Regions from separate parts of the Mus musculus genome. Here region 1 is linked to region 2. A link is a contact called in public promoter capture Hi-C data. All regions are on one chromosome and are shown on one strand. Each heading gives the region's core, a stretch centred on a gene start, on an enhancer-like site or on the middle of the called end of the contact. The rest is flanking DNA. Distances are from core to core; before and after follow the strand shown. Region 1 has its middle 4.7 kb from the start of Gm33951. Region 2 overlaps Lcor (ligand dependent nuclear receptor corepressor).

Evidence for each region. Capture Hi-C pulls out chosen DNA fragments and counts their contacts.
Region 1: a promoter capture Hi-C map of liver shows a contact between it and region 2. The contact joins two enhancer-like sites. A contact is called at or near these places in 3 of 39 promoter capture datasets (liver, stem cell-derived epiblast-like cells and trophoblast stem cells), 1 of 15 datasets of contacts at CTCF or cohesin (the NIH/3T3 cell line), 1 of 484 Hi-C or Micro-C datasets (nephron progenitors), 2 of 115 datasets of contacts at active chromatin or transcription factors (embryonic stem cells and extraembryonic endoderm stem cells) and 3 of 9 other capture datasets (adipose tissue, liver and pancreatic islet).

Annotation. Positions count from the first base shown.
Region 1 is chr19:41,446,191-41,453,364 of GRCm38.p6, reverse strand. No RefSeq gene overlaps it. Among named protein-coding and RNA genes, the nearest start is that of Gm33951, 4.7 kb to the right of the region's middle. Within about 2 kb of position 3,489, at least 20 of the 459 cell types and tissues checked have an H3K27ac peak or open chromatin away from gene starts, as enhancers often do. A contact at or near this core is called in liver, where this site is marked.
Region 2 is chr19:41,572,834-41,579,738 of GRCm38.p6, reverse strand. The region is part of intron 7 of Lcor (ligand dependent nuclear receptor corepressor); the gene reads right to left. Among named protein-coding and RNA genes, the nearest start is that of Mir8091, 12 kb to the left of the region's middle. Within about 2 kb of position 2,013, at least 15 of the 459 cell types and tissues checked have an H3K27ac peak or open chromatin away from gene starts, as enhancers often do. A contact at or near this core is called in liver, where this site is marked.

The DNA of each region.
Region 1 (7,174 bases), core at 2,240-4,739, 130 kb after region 2:
GCTTCAACCTTAATTACCAGGACAACAGACACAGGCATCTCCTCACAGGTGCCTCAGTACCCCTTGAACACTGTTAGACTCCCTAATAAACGATATTATTAGAAAGATAGAAGAAACTCATGCCTTCAGACAAAACTGAAGATAAACAGTAAGCTGAGCAATCAGGAAACATTCATGAAGTTCTTTCTTTCTTTTTTTTTCTTTCTTTCTTACATGTAAGTACACTGTAGCTGTATTCAGACAGTCCAGAAGAGGGCGCCAGATCTTGTTACGGATGGTTGTGAGCCACCATGTGGTTGCCGGGATTTGAACTCAGGACCTTCGGAAGAGCAGTCAGTACTCTTAACCGCTGAGCCATCTCTCCAGCTCCATGAAGCTCCTTTTTTAAGCACTCATCCTAGAGAATCTTTGCCCATCAAAATGCTAGCACAGAACCTTCAGGTTAAAACTTACGCTCATCGGGGCTGGAGAGATGTCACAAGTGGTTAAGAGCACTGGCTGCTCTTCCATAGGATCTGGGTTGGATTTCCAGCACCCACATGGCTGCTCACAACCATCTGTAATGCCAGTTCCTGGGGATCCGACATCCTCTTCTGGTCTCCAACAGTACTAGGCAGGCATGAGGCACACAGACATACACACAGGCAAAACATCCACGTGGAGAAAATAATAATTTCTTTAAAAATCATATATATATATATATTTAGTTTTTACCCTTGCTGTGATGAAACACCAGGACCAAAAACAAGTTGGGGAGGAAACACGTCAATATAACAGTTTATCATCAATAGCAGTGAGGGCAGAAGCTCACACAGGGCAGGGACCTGGAGACAGGGGCTGATGCACAGGCTATGGAGGGAGGCTGCTTACAGGCTTTCTTGGCATGGTTTACTCAGCTGGCTTACAGAACACAGGAGCTGCAGGCCAGGGGTCGCCCCACCCACAGTGGGCGGAGCCTTCCCCCATCAACAGCTAATCGGCAGAGGAAGGGGTTATCTCTGTGAGTTTGAGGTCAGTCTCCTCTACAGAGTGAGATCCAGGATAGCCAGGGATGCACAGACAAACCCAGTCAAACAAAACCAAAAACAAACAAAGAAAAAAAAATCAAACACTTAAAATATTCAGTCTCTTTAAAATAGATGATTTTTTTTTTAAATCCAAAATCTTTTAAAACTCAAAATCTCTGGGCTTCTGTAAAATCAAAATAAATAATTTATTATCTCAAGAGGGAAGCATCAGGGCATAGTCACAAACAGATCGAACTCCAGAAATATAAATAACCCAACGTCCAATGACTGGGACTCACTCATGATATTTTGTGCTCCTCCAAGTGAGTCACTTCTCTGGCTCCACCCTCTGCAATACTCACACCTTGTCTTCTAGGGTTCAGTTGGCTACACTCCCCCCTGCTGCTACTATTCTTGGTGGTCATTCCATGGTACTTGCATCTCCAACACTTTGGGGTCTTCTGCAACTGGGCTCACATAGACTCTTTTATCGTGCGAAGCCTCAACTTCTCCTACTACCAACTTGTCTTAGTCAGGGTTTCTATTGCACCATGACCAAAAGCAAGTTGGGAGGAAAGGATTCATTCAGTTTACACTTCCATATCACTGCTCATCACTGAAGGAAGTCTGGACAGGCATTCAAGCTGGGCAGGAACCTGGAGGCTGGAGCTGATGCAGAGGCCATAGAGGATGCTGCTTAATGGTTTGCTCCCCGTACTGTTTTGTGTGTCCACTTGACACAGGCTGGAGTTATCACAAAGAAAGGAGCTTCCCTTGAGGAAATGCCTCCATGAGATCCAGCTGTAAGGCATTTTCTCAATTAGGGATCCAGAGGGGAGGGCCCTTTGTGGGTGGTGCCATCCCTGGGCTGGTAGTCTCGGGCTCTATAAGAAAGCAAGCTGAGCAAGCCAGAGGAAACAAGCTAGTAAGAAACACCCCTCCATGGCTTCTGCATCAGCTCCTGCTTCCTGACCTGCTTGAGTTCCAGTCCTGACTTCCTTTGGTGATCAACAGCAAGGTGGAAAATATAATCTGAATAAACTCTTTCCTCCCCAACTTCCTTTTGATCATGATGTTTGTGCAGGAATAAAAACCATGACTAAGACACTCCCCCATGGCTTGATCAGCCTGTCTTCTTATCCAGCATCACCAGTCCAGGGGAGGCCCACACATAATGGGTTGGGCCCTCCCTCAATCAATCACTAATTAAGAAAATACCCTACAACTGGATCTGATGGAGGCATATTTTCAACTGAGGTGCCCTCCTGTCAGATGACTGTACCTTATGTCAAGTTGCCATACAACTAACCAGTACAGCAGTGTTAGGGTTAACTCACAGAGTTAGCCTGCGCTAGTCAAGTACTCTAAAGCCATTTTCATTGTTGTTTCTTTTGAGACAGGGTCTCACCACATACATAGACCAGGGTGACTTGGAACTCTTGGAGATCCACACACTTCTGCCTTCTGAGTATCGGGATTAAGGGCAAGCAGTGCCACACCAGTCTCATTGCCTTGTAAAGCACGAAATGCAGTTTGACCAGGTATGTTCCCATGGCTGAGTAAACATCACTTCTATTCATCTCCACAAACTCTGCATCAACCCAAACAGAAGCTCTGTGCTCACTAAACACTACCTTCCAGGTCTCCACCCAAGCCTGTGGTAACTTCGACTTCGTTCACCGTCTTTGAATTACAATACCTCATATAAAGGGAGTCCTATAGCATCTAGAAAAGCTAGCTTTGGTCCTAGGGGATAAAAGACACAACCACACACCTAACTTCTTAACCAACGCACAAGTGCCTGTACGCACGCACGCATGCATGCATGCACACTCTGTAGGAAGCCTCCACGTCCTGCAGTCCCAGACTCTCAGTACCATGGTTATTTGATGAACAATTTTTAATTGGCCCTGACCCGTTAAATACCTTTCCTAAAGACTCAGAGTCCAGGCTGAACATCTAATTAGCTAAGCAAAGTTGTGCTGCATACCCAGCTCGAGGTGAGAAGAATCTTCAATATACTTTATTTTCCCTCTCTGTGGGTACATGTCCATGTGTTTGCGGGTGCACGTATGTGTGCTGGTACATGTGTGTACATGTGTGTTTATGGAGGCCAGAGGCCAGAGTGGGTTGTTCTCCAGGCACCATCCACCCTGTTTGAGATAGATCTCTCACTAGCATGGACCTTACCAAATACTCCATGCTGGCTAGTCAAATAGCCAAAGTATTTATCTACCTGTCTCTACATCCCAGCACTGGGATCACAAGGACAACACACCATGCCTGCTTCTTTTTATATGGACTTTAGAATTCAAAGGGCAGCAAGAAGGAAAGACAAAGAAATGATGACTTCAGATAGTTTATTTTTGGAAAAATCTGCAACAGGGTTATTTTAAGAAGCAGAGTCCATCTATCATCTGTTTACAGGTTGGAGCGGGCAGAAGGGGCTTGGAAGAGATTTCTTTGTAAGAGATGGACATTGGTCATTGCTAGGAGTGACCAAACAGTGGTGACTAGTGAGGGAAAGAATGCCAGGGGACTGCAGACCTCTCCTGTGGCCATTGTCAAGGGCAGGGATTTAGGAAAACAAGTCCGGAACGCTAATTACGGTGATTTCCAGGGAGTGTGTGGGGTAGAGGGTGGGACCTGCCACTATTTAACCAAAGAAGAGGAACTTTTCTAAGTGCAGTGGCCACAGCAAACAAGGGACCAAGCTCAGGGTTTGTGCTGCTGAGCGAGCACTTTACCAGCTGAGCTGGCTCCCCCAGTCCTGGCTCCCCCAGTCCACACTCCTTTTTTTTTTTTTTAGGGAGGGTCTCACTGTGTAACTCTGGCTGTTCTGGACCCGGCCTCAGACTCAGAGGGATCTGCCTCAGAGTGCTAGGATTAAAGTCTCATACCAGCACCCCGGCCCCCTTACTACACTGTGAAGGAAGGCAATTGAAGGTGCTTTACAGGAGTGAGGCCTGCAGGGCTCCTCTGTTCTGGCTACTCAGAGAGAGCACCTTGGGATCTTTACAAAGTTCTGAATGAAAAAAAAGTTCTGAATGTCTGGGGTTGAGAGTAGAAAATCACTTATAGGGGGGCTGGTGAGATGGCTCAGCCGTTAAGAGCACTGACGGCTCTTCCAGAGGTCCTGAGTTCAAATCCCAGCAACCACATGGTAGCTCACAACCATCCTTAACAAAAATCTGATTTCCTTTTCTGGAGTGTCTGAAGACAGCTACAGTGTACACACATATAATAAATAAATAAATCTTAAAAAAATTAAAAAAGAAAATCATTTATATCACTATATATAATCATATATATCACTAGCAAGACCCCCAAAAGCACCTACACACACACACCATGTAATTAAACATTTTTTTAAAAAAATATTTATTTATTATATCTAAGTACACTGTAGCTGTCTTCAGACACACCAGAAGAGGGAGTCAGATTTCATTATGACTGCTCTTTGAAAGAGCAGTCAGTGCTCCTAACCGCTAAGCCATCTCTCCAGCCCCACTTTTTTTTTTTAAGTCTGAGGATTATTGTTGCAGAGGAATTGTCTGTCTCTCTATATTGGTCAAGATTCCAGGATGAAGTCAGAGAAACTCTTTATCTTCCAAGACATCAAGAGCACTTGTGAATCTTGCAAAAGGCTTGGGATGAGTTCCCAGCACTCTCATTAATCCAGTTCCTGGAAAACCTATATCTTTTCCTATCTTCCTCAAGCATCCGGCACACTGGTACGCATATATACATGTAAGCAAATCACTCTAACACGTTAAAAAAAAGATTAAGAAATATGTCATTTAGGTGACTTAATCCTTTTGCGATTATGGTAAAATATTTTAAAATTTTTAAATTTTTTTTTAAGATTTATTTATTTATTATATGTAAGTACACTGTAGCTGTCTTCCGACACTCCAGAAGAGAGAGTCAGACCTCATTACGGGTGGTTGTGAGCCACCATGTGGTTGCTGGGATTTGAACTCTGAACCTTCGGAAGAGCAGTCGGGTGCTCTTACCCACTGAGCCATCTCACCAGCCCATGGTAAAATATTTAATACACACCTGAAGGATATAGCCTACTCCACACCTAGGCTGGAGCATAACGCCCATTGTTCCTAGTGTTAGGTAGTTAGCCTGGCTTTAGTAGGTTTGGAGGCCATTGCAGATAGCTTCTCCCATAATCAGAATTGGACCCACCTCCTCCTTAAACTAAAATATCAGAAGCTCTGGAGATATCTGCTGTTTATTGAAGTCTATTAAGGGAAAACTAATTCCTCTTGGTCAGAGAATGGAATCTGAGTTCAACCTTTGGCCCTAGGTGGAGACTTGACAGCTCCAGCTTCCCCAAACATTAGGAACTATTGACCCTTCCTTTGAGAGCTAATTCAAGCTGGGTGTGGTGTACATACCTTAATCCCAACACGGGAGCCAGAAACAGGCGGATTTCTGTGAATTCTAGGCTATCCCAGTCTTCATAGCAAGTTCTAGGACAGCCAGGGCAACACAGTGAGACCTTTCTCAAGCAAAACAAAACCAAATTAATCCAAATAAGCCTGTTAGGCCAGGCAGCTGGATGGGAAAATGAATGGTAGCCTGTACCAAAGACCTCAGAGAACAGCGCACTGGTCTCTCTGGCTATTGTCCACCCTGGCCCCGATTGGTAATTGTGTATTTTCCCCCTTAAGAGCTCTTCCTGTTATTCTGTAAAAACTCTGCCTTGGGGCTGAAGACTATTTCTTACTCTTGTAGAGAACCTATATGGAGTTCTCCAAACTCATAGGGGTGGTAATTTCACAACCCCCTGATATGCATATGGTGCACAGACATGCATATGGGTCAAACAATCATACACATGATACATAAATCTGAAAACAAAACATGCTCTTTGCCCTTGACTCTTGCCTGAATTTATTCAATGGAAATCTTGGACCAGGGAGCCAAAGGGAGGCCAGAGGGTCAGACATAAAGGGACCACACAGGGGGTGGAGGGATGGCTCAGTGTGTAAGAACACTTGTTTTTCTTGCCAGTGCTCCAGTTGGGCAGTTCACAACTGCCTGTAACTGCAGATCCAGGGCATCTGATGCCCTTTTTTGGTCTCCTTGGGCACCAGAATGCACGTGGCATTCACTATAGGCACTCGGGTACACACACACACACACACACACACACACACACACACACACATACACACACATACACAAACACACACACACGTAGTAAAAAGAAGTATTTTAAAAATACAACCAGCTGGGCTTGGTGGCGCACGCCTTTAATCCCAGAACTCAGGAGGCAGAGGCAGGCGGATTTCTGAGTTCGAGGCCAGCCTGGTCTACAGAGTGAGTTCCAGGACAGCCAGGGCTTTACAGAGAAACCCTGTCTCGAAAAACCAAAAAAAGAAAAAAAAAAAAAAAAAAGCCGGGAGTGGTGGCACACACCTTTGATCCCAGCACTTGGGAAGCAGAAGCAGGCGAATTTCTGAATTCAAGGCCAACCTGGTCTACAGAGTGAGTTCCAGGACAGCCAGGACTACATAGAGAAACTCTGTCTTGAAAAACAAAAACAAAACAAAACAAAAAATAAATAAAAATACAACCAGAGAAGTTTTCTTAATTTTAATTAAATAATTTAGAGTCAGAGTCTCACTATGTAGCCTGGCTGACATGGAATTAGCTATATAACCCAGGCTAGCCTAGAACTCTCAGAGATCTGCATGCCCCTGTCTCTTGAGGGTTAAATGTGTGTGTCATCATGGCTAGCCTTCAATTTTATTATTGTATATTTGTTTGTTTGTGTGTGCCCACATGTGGATGTGTATGGGCACATGTATACCACAGTATCATATCTGAAGGTCAAAGGACAACCGGCTGTCATTTGTTTTTTGAAACACTGGCTAGCCAGAAACTTACTATATAGACCAGACTGCCCTTGAGCACACAGAGATCCACCAGCCTCTGCTTCTTGAGTGTTGGGTGTGACCACCATGCCTGGCAGAGGACAACTCTTGGGAGTCTGTTTTCTCCTTTCACTGTGGAATCCAGAAATGGAACTCATCATCAGGCTTGCCCACTGAGCTACCTTGCCATCCTATAAGGAGAGCTCTAATGTCAAAAAGCCCCAACAGGCTAGACCCAGGCACCCTCCCCAACATGGTAGCTCAAGAGATAGG
Region 2 (6,905 bases), core at 764-3,263:
CAGTGAGTCATTGGTCTGGTTCAAGACCTCTGTCTTCTGCTATTCTATGGATACTCTATCCTCACTATGGCTCCTCTCGGGTACCCTGTTGACTGTGTCATGGAGATCCTGCAGCTTTGGATCTGCAAGGCTGACCCCTTCACATGCTCCAGTAGTTCCTAGGGTGGGCCAACTCAAAGCCCTGAATCTGGGCCTGGGTGGCAGCCGTGTTGGTCAGCTCACCAGCTCTCCCTCACCCACACCACCAGGGTGAGCTTTGTGGCACTGCTCCAGCTGGCTCAGTCAATGCCTCAACTGGCAAGGCTGCCTCTGCCTCTGCCTCTGATGTGCTTGGCAAAAGCAGTCAAGGTTCTTGCTTGCTTCTCAGTGCGACCTGAAACTTTCTGTCTAGCTGAGACTAACCTTGAGCTCTACTCCTTCTCCAGCTTCCGTTGTCCCAGTGTTAAGATTACAGGTGTGTGCCCTCACAGGCAGCTTAACTTTTTTGGGGGGGGTTGTTTGTTTGTTTTGTTTTTTGAGACAGGGTTTCTCTGTATAGTCCTGGCTATCCTGGAACTCACTCTGTAGACCAGGCTGGCCTCGAACTCAGAAATCCACCTGCCTCTGCCTCCCAAGTGCTGGGATTAAAGGCGTGCACCACCACTGCCCGGCTTAGACTTTTAATTACGTTTATATCATGTATATATATCTCATGTGCACATGTGCCACAGCATACAGGGAGAAGTCAGAGGTCAGATTTTGTGAGCATGTGGGTCTCCGGGATTAAGCTCAGGCCGTCAGGCTTGGTGGCAAACACTTAGATACACTGACCATCCTGTCAGCCCCTGAATTTCTGAAAATATTTTGGTGTGTAATTCTTTACAGAATCATACCATCACTTAACACGCGTCTCTCTCTCCACTTGGCCTTTATTTCTCTGAGAATCAGTATTTACCCCCATCAGGACACAGAAGATGGAAGACAGTAGCTGCTGGAGATGGCAAATGATGTGTTCTTAGTAGATGTTTCAAAGCTCCGAATGTGACCTGTTTTGTAGGCAATTTGGATCCATAGGCAGAAACCTGGCAGTAAGTAGTGACCTTGGGGCTGAGAGACTGCACATTAACACTAACCTTTGCCCAGCTATCATTAAATAGCTAACTTTACAACTACAGCCATAAAGCTACTTTTGGCTGTGACTCCAAATTACTACTTACCACCCCCCCAAAGGTTTTAAAGAGAAATCTAATTTAGATGATTTTAATTTCTTACCATTCAGCTATTTAATGTTTAGAGTTAACCTCAACTTCCTGGTACTTAATTATATTGTTGCATTTTTCATGTTTGGCTTTAAAAAATGGTGTCAGTCTGATTTAAATTGGCTAAAGATCTACCTTTGCTTAGCAGTACTCAAGTTTCCCTGCATCTTTAACGGAGCCCAAATACAGCGCTTGCACTAACTTTGGTTACCCCTAGGCAACTGCTAATTGAACAGAGCAGAGATTCTGTCTTGTAGAGAATTTCCTCACTCTGACTCTGAAAAAGCATGACATTTTAGATCCGTAATTAGTCTGTGTCATATAGATTATTGACACCTGACTAAATAGGATCTTTACAAGAAATATATCGCAGACTTTGCAGTCCTCGGTCTGACTTCATGGTACGTCGAAATAACCTTATGCCTGCTCAATAGGAGGCCTATCTGTAATAGGGAGATGAATTATTTAGCAAGCAGAACACCACCACCAAAGCACATAAGATCATAGGGATTGGTAAACTGGACAGAGGCTATAAAAGAAGAGGAGAGCCTGACTTTGCAGCTCTTGGAATTGGTCCTGGGTTTATCTCCTTAGTGAGAAATGGTCTATGTAACCTTGATCACACAGTCTTTCCACCTTTAGCTTAATGCCTAATTCAGCAGGGTGTGGTAGAGGATAAGATAATATTCATAAAAACTGTAAAAGGCACAGTTTAAAAGCAACAGGTTGCTTCACAACCTTATCTTTAATGATTTACTCAATGGTGTTTTTCCAGATCAGAGGTTAGGCATAGCTGAACTCTCCTATTTAGTCAATACTGCAATACTTACATTCCTGAGGCTAATATAAATGGTGGCCAGTCAACATTCAGGTTATTTTTCACTAAAGAACAGATCAAAATGAAGCAGGAAGCTAAATGTCAAGTGTAAGAATCTAGAATCTGGGAGTAATAGACTCAGGTACTTTCTCCAGCAGTTAGTATATAACCACCCAAAGACTGCTACGCAGGCAAATCAGTATCACTGATGGCCAAAATGTTTTTCCTTCCTTCCTTCCTTCCTTCCTTTTTTTTTTTTTTTTTTTTTTTTTTTTTTTTTTTTTTGAGGCAGGGTTTCTCTGAGTAGCCCTGGCTGTCCTGGAACCAGGCTGGCCTCAAACTCAGAAATCCACCTGCCTCTGTCTCCCCAGTGCTGGGATTAAAGGCGTGCACCACCACGCCCGGCCAAAATATGTTTTTCTTGACTGCATAAGACCAGTAGTAAGTATATGGGAGCTAATGTTAGGAGCAGAAAGAGTTAAGTTTGCGGAGGCGAAAGAAGGCTTTAGACAAAGCAGACTATGGTTAGAGTATTCAATTTGGCTTATTTCTTTAAACAAAACATAAAAATGTATGCCCAGTCCTCTATCAAGGTATACAAGGTATACATTTGTTAGGTGGTAACTCGAAAGAATGCTTCCCACTTCTTCACTAGATCTTTTTCAGGATATGGTGAGTCGGCTGACAGGTTAGGGGGGCTGGGAGGAACAGAGAGGGGGTAACAGAGCGGGCAGATGCAAAGGGTGGCTCTTAAGGGAGGGAAGTAAACACAGGGAGAAGGGTAAAGTAATAAGGAGGCCAGAAAAAGCTGCAAGAAATTTAACTATTTATCTTTAAAAAAAACCTATAATATACACAATTTTATATGTATTTTATACATACATAGTTTTAATAAACTTTTTTTCACTGGGTTAATGGTGCTTCCTATAAGAGCCAAGGACTATCTTTAAAAAAAGCTGGGCAGTAGTGGCACACGCCTCATAGCAGGCTGTTTTCAGAACATATCTTAAATAGGCAGTAGTTTTGAGGCATATATACTCAATCCCCTGCTTTCTTCAGTTTGTTTTTTTTTCTTTCTGAATTTTAACCAGTCTGATTATTACATTATAATAAATACAACTACAAAAAAATTCAGGTTTACTCTTTATGCTTTGCGTATCGGCACATGGTAAAAAGGAGGTTCGAGCCATGGTAGCGCAGGACCAGAGTGCAAGGGCCAACCCCTCCCAGCAGTGTGATGGCCTCCCAAACTTCACATCCCAACCAACTAATTCTCAAGGCCTCCCCGCCAAGCTAACTTTTGCTTGTCATTCAGTCATCCCAAGCAGATATCAGAAGATCAAACATACTACATCTGGTGTTCATTAGACAAAAGGCAATTCAAAGGATGCAAAGGACGAGATTTTAGGCTGGGTGACATAAATTTAAAATAGTTCCTGGAAGTTACACCAATGAGTGCTGGAACTGAACACTAACTTGGTTAGAACACAAACTGAGCAAGCACTCACTCTAAGAACTCCCGTGGAACTCTGAAGCAGACTGTAGGAAATCATCCAGTTTACATTTAAGAAGGCACAGACAGACCTCTGGTCAGGACAGACTTGAGCTGAGAAGGGTCATATACCCTGAGCCCCACGGAGCTGGAACTCTGGGTGATAAGGTCACCATCGCAGGAGAAAAGAGAACAGGATGAGCCAGAGAGGCTAAAATGCTTTCTACCTTACCTTCCTTCTTCTGAGGTGAAAATGAAATTGTTCTTCAGGGAGCTGCCCTTTAGTTTAAATCATCTTAGGCAAAATACAGACAGAAGAGACTCCTTCTCCAAGGGGAGGAGAACTAATCTTATATGCTGCCTGCTCCCTTAAGGGTGATAAGCAGAGCCGGGCGTGGTGGCGCACGCCTTTAATCCCAGCACCTGGGAGGCAGAGGCAGGAGGATTTCTGAGTTCAAGGCCAGCCTGGTATACAGCGTGAGTTCCAGGACAGCCAGGGTTACACAGAGAACCCTGCCTTGAAAAACCAAAATAAATAAATAAAATAAAATAAAAAAATAAAAAAGAGTGATAAACAGACAACTGTTCAAAGACCTGGAATGGCCCAAGCAAAGAAGTCCACTATCAGAAACATTCCAATGATAAGGTATGTACTTCATTTGTGATAATTATAATAGTTAAAGGAAATCACTAATTTGCAGGGCAGTGTGGGCAGAGGGATGGATGTCCATCTGAAACAGCTATGCGAGGAGCTGACAGAAACGATCGCAGGACAGCGTACTTTCCCCAACAATCTCAGTAACAGAAACTTTGTTTCTGCTCAAGAAATGAACTGCTTTACTTCTGCCAATACCGGACGATCTAGCAAATCAAATGGCTGCACGGCATCCTGACCTGGGCCATGTTTCTATGAAACCTCTTATTTCTCAACCTTTTCAAGTCCTCTTGAGGTTAAGTTTCTTCTTAATTTCTTCACTGAAGTTTTACTTTTTAGAACACACATCTGTGGTGAATTCTAAAGCTCAATACCTTTGATGGCATATAGTTATATATATATATTACTATATATTATAGTTATATATAGTTACTTAAGATGCACATCATATATACTGCCTAAGTGATTATTTTAAGAAGCTTAAGATTGAATATTCTCAATTGTTTACTTCATAGATGTTAGTTAAGAAAAAAGGAAACGTTTGGGCATAAAATGGAAGTATAGAGGTAAACAATTTTTAAACTTACTGTATGTGTATGGGTGTTTTGTCTATATGTATGTCTGTGCCAAGTGCAGGCCTGGTGACCAGAAGAGGGTGTCAGATTTCCTGGGACTGGACTTAAAAAGAAAAGGAGGCTGGCTATAAGAAGTCATGTAGGTGCTGGGAACTGAACCCAGATTGTCTGGGAGATCGGGCAGCCAGTATTCTTAACAGAGACCATTGCTTCAAGCCCGTATTTTGCTTCCTTAAGAGACAGGGGGTCTTGCTATGTTGCCCTTGCTTGGGCTAGAGGACTCCCACCCCAGTCTGAGGAGGCAGACTACAGCCTTGTGTCACTGCACAGAGCCTGAGCAGTTTTACATCTACTCCTTCTTTTCTGGGGTCTTCCTGTTATTACTACCCTGCACCAGCCTTTATTCAGAAACACCCAAGAACACTGCTGAGGGGTGGTGTAAAGTGTGTAAGGGTGTCATGGTGGTGAGCTAAGTAGATTTAAACTTGTTCTTACTTGGAAACAGTGGAAGACATAAATGTAATTAAAGGTACACACTCCCATGCAGACATAAAGCTAGAGGCCTTACTGAACATCCATCAGTATTGCTACTCCCTTGCATCCCACACACTACTGAGTTCAGTTTGTAGGCTGGCTCTCTTGGGAGATACCCTGCAAGCTCTGTGCTATCACCTTGTTTTAGGCACCACTTTCTATTCTGCACATTTTTTTTGTTTTGTTTTTCTGAGACAGGGTTTCTCTGTGTAGCCCTGGCTGTCCTGGAACTCACTCTGTAGACTAGGCTGGCCTTGAACTCAGAAATTCCCCTGCCTCTGCCTCCCGAGTGCTGGGATTAAAGGCGTGTGCCACCACGCCCGGCTTGCATATGTATTCTGATAAAGCCCAAACCAGGTCTTGTCATGTTTGTCAGTGAATTTCTGCCAAATTCCTGTTGCTTTACTCTCTACCCTTCAGCCCATCTCCCTGAGGGAGTGGTCCCAGCTCTCTGCTCACCTTGTCTCCACCTTTTATTGAACAGCACTGATCCTGTGAGCTAACAGTTTTCTACCCATCTCCACCCAGGGCTATGAGGCTTTTGTAGGTCAAGGTCTATTCTAATTTGGTAACTTTACTGATTACAGTCTAGGGAAACTCACTGCATGCATGAAGCAATGAATAAACCAACAAAATAAAGGTAACTATGTAGCGAAAACGATTTTCCTAACATTCCTAGTGAAACTGAAAGGGGAAGAAAAAACACTTTTGACAATCAGAAAGGTCAGAAGTGGCTTTCAATGAAAATATATTCAAATCAACCCAACGGGAGAAAGGGGTTTTAATTATAAGCAAACACTGGAAATAAGTTCAAGTATCCTATTGTACAGTAGGGGAAAGATTTGGAGTGTCTTCTAAAAGGAATAATCTTTGAGGAGATACATATGCTTACCCTATTTGAATATTATATAATGGACAAATTCATCAAATAACTCCGTAAGGTGTAAAATAAATACGCACTAGTCACACCTCAATTTACAGAATAAAAAGTGTGAAAGGGGGCGTTCTGAAGGCCAGACAGTGAGTGTCTCTGACAAAGCACACAGGTGCATGCCAGTGCACTGTGACAAAAGCAGATGTGCACAATGACTTCCAAAGCCAGTACAGAATCTCAATGCTAAGCCAGGACACAGAAATACTGTACTTGACACTAGTATCCAAGTCCACTTACACAGATATGTATGAAACATCACTTTCATGACCCCTAATACCTGTCTGCTATCCCCCACACACAGGCAGGCAGGCAGGCAGGACAAGGATATACACAATCAATCTGCACGAGGCTAATATTACATCTAGTTTTAAACACTCTAATTTACACAGATGGCCCAGTTCTTATCAAAACATCAGTTCTCATGGTTACTTTCCTTTACAAAAGCTATACTGGCAGCTCTTCTTTATCAAGGTATCTTAGACCAACCTAACAGGCAATGTAATGTACACTGTGAAGCCATTTGTCAGTTTGCAATACACAGAATCTCCATATGATTAAAGAGTTAACTATAATCACATTAACCAGGCAGCAAACTCTCACAAGATTCTTCCACTGGAAAGATGGAAGGCTTTGTTGTTGACTTGGGGGAGGGGTGGCCTG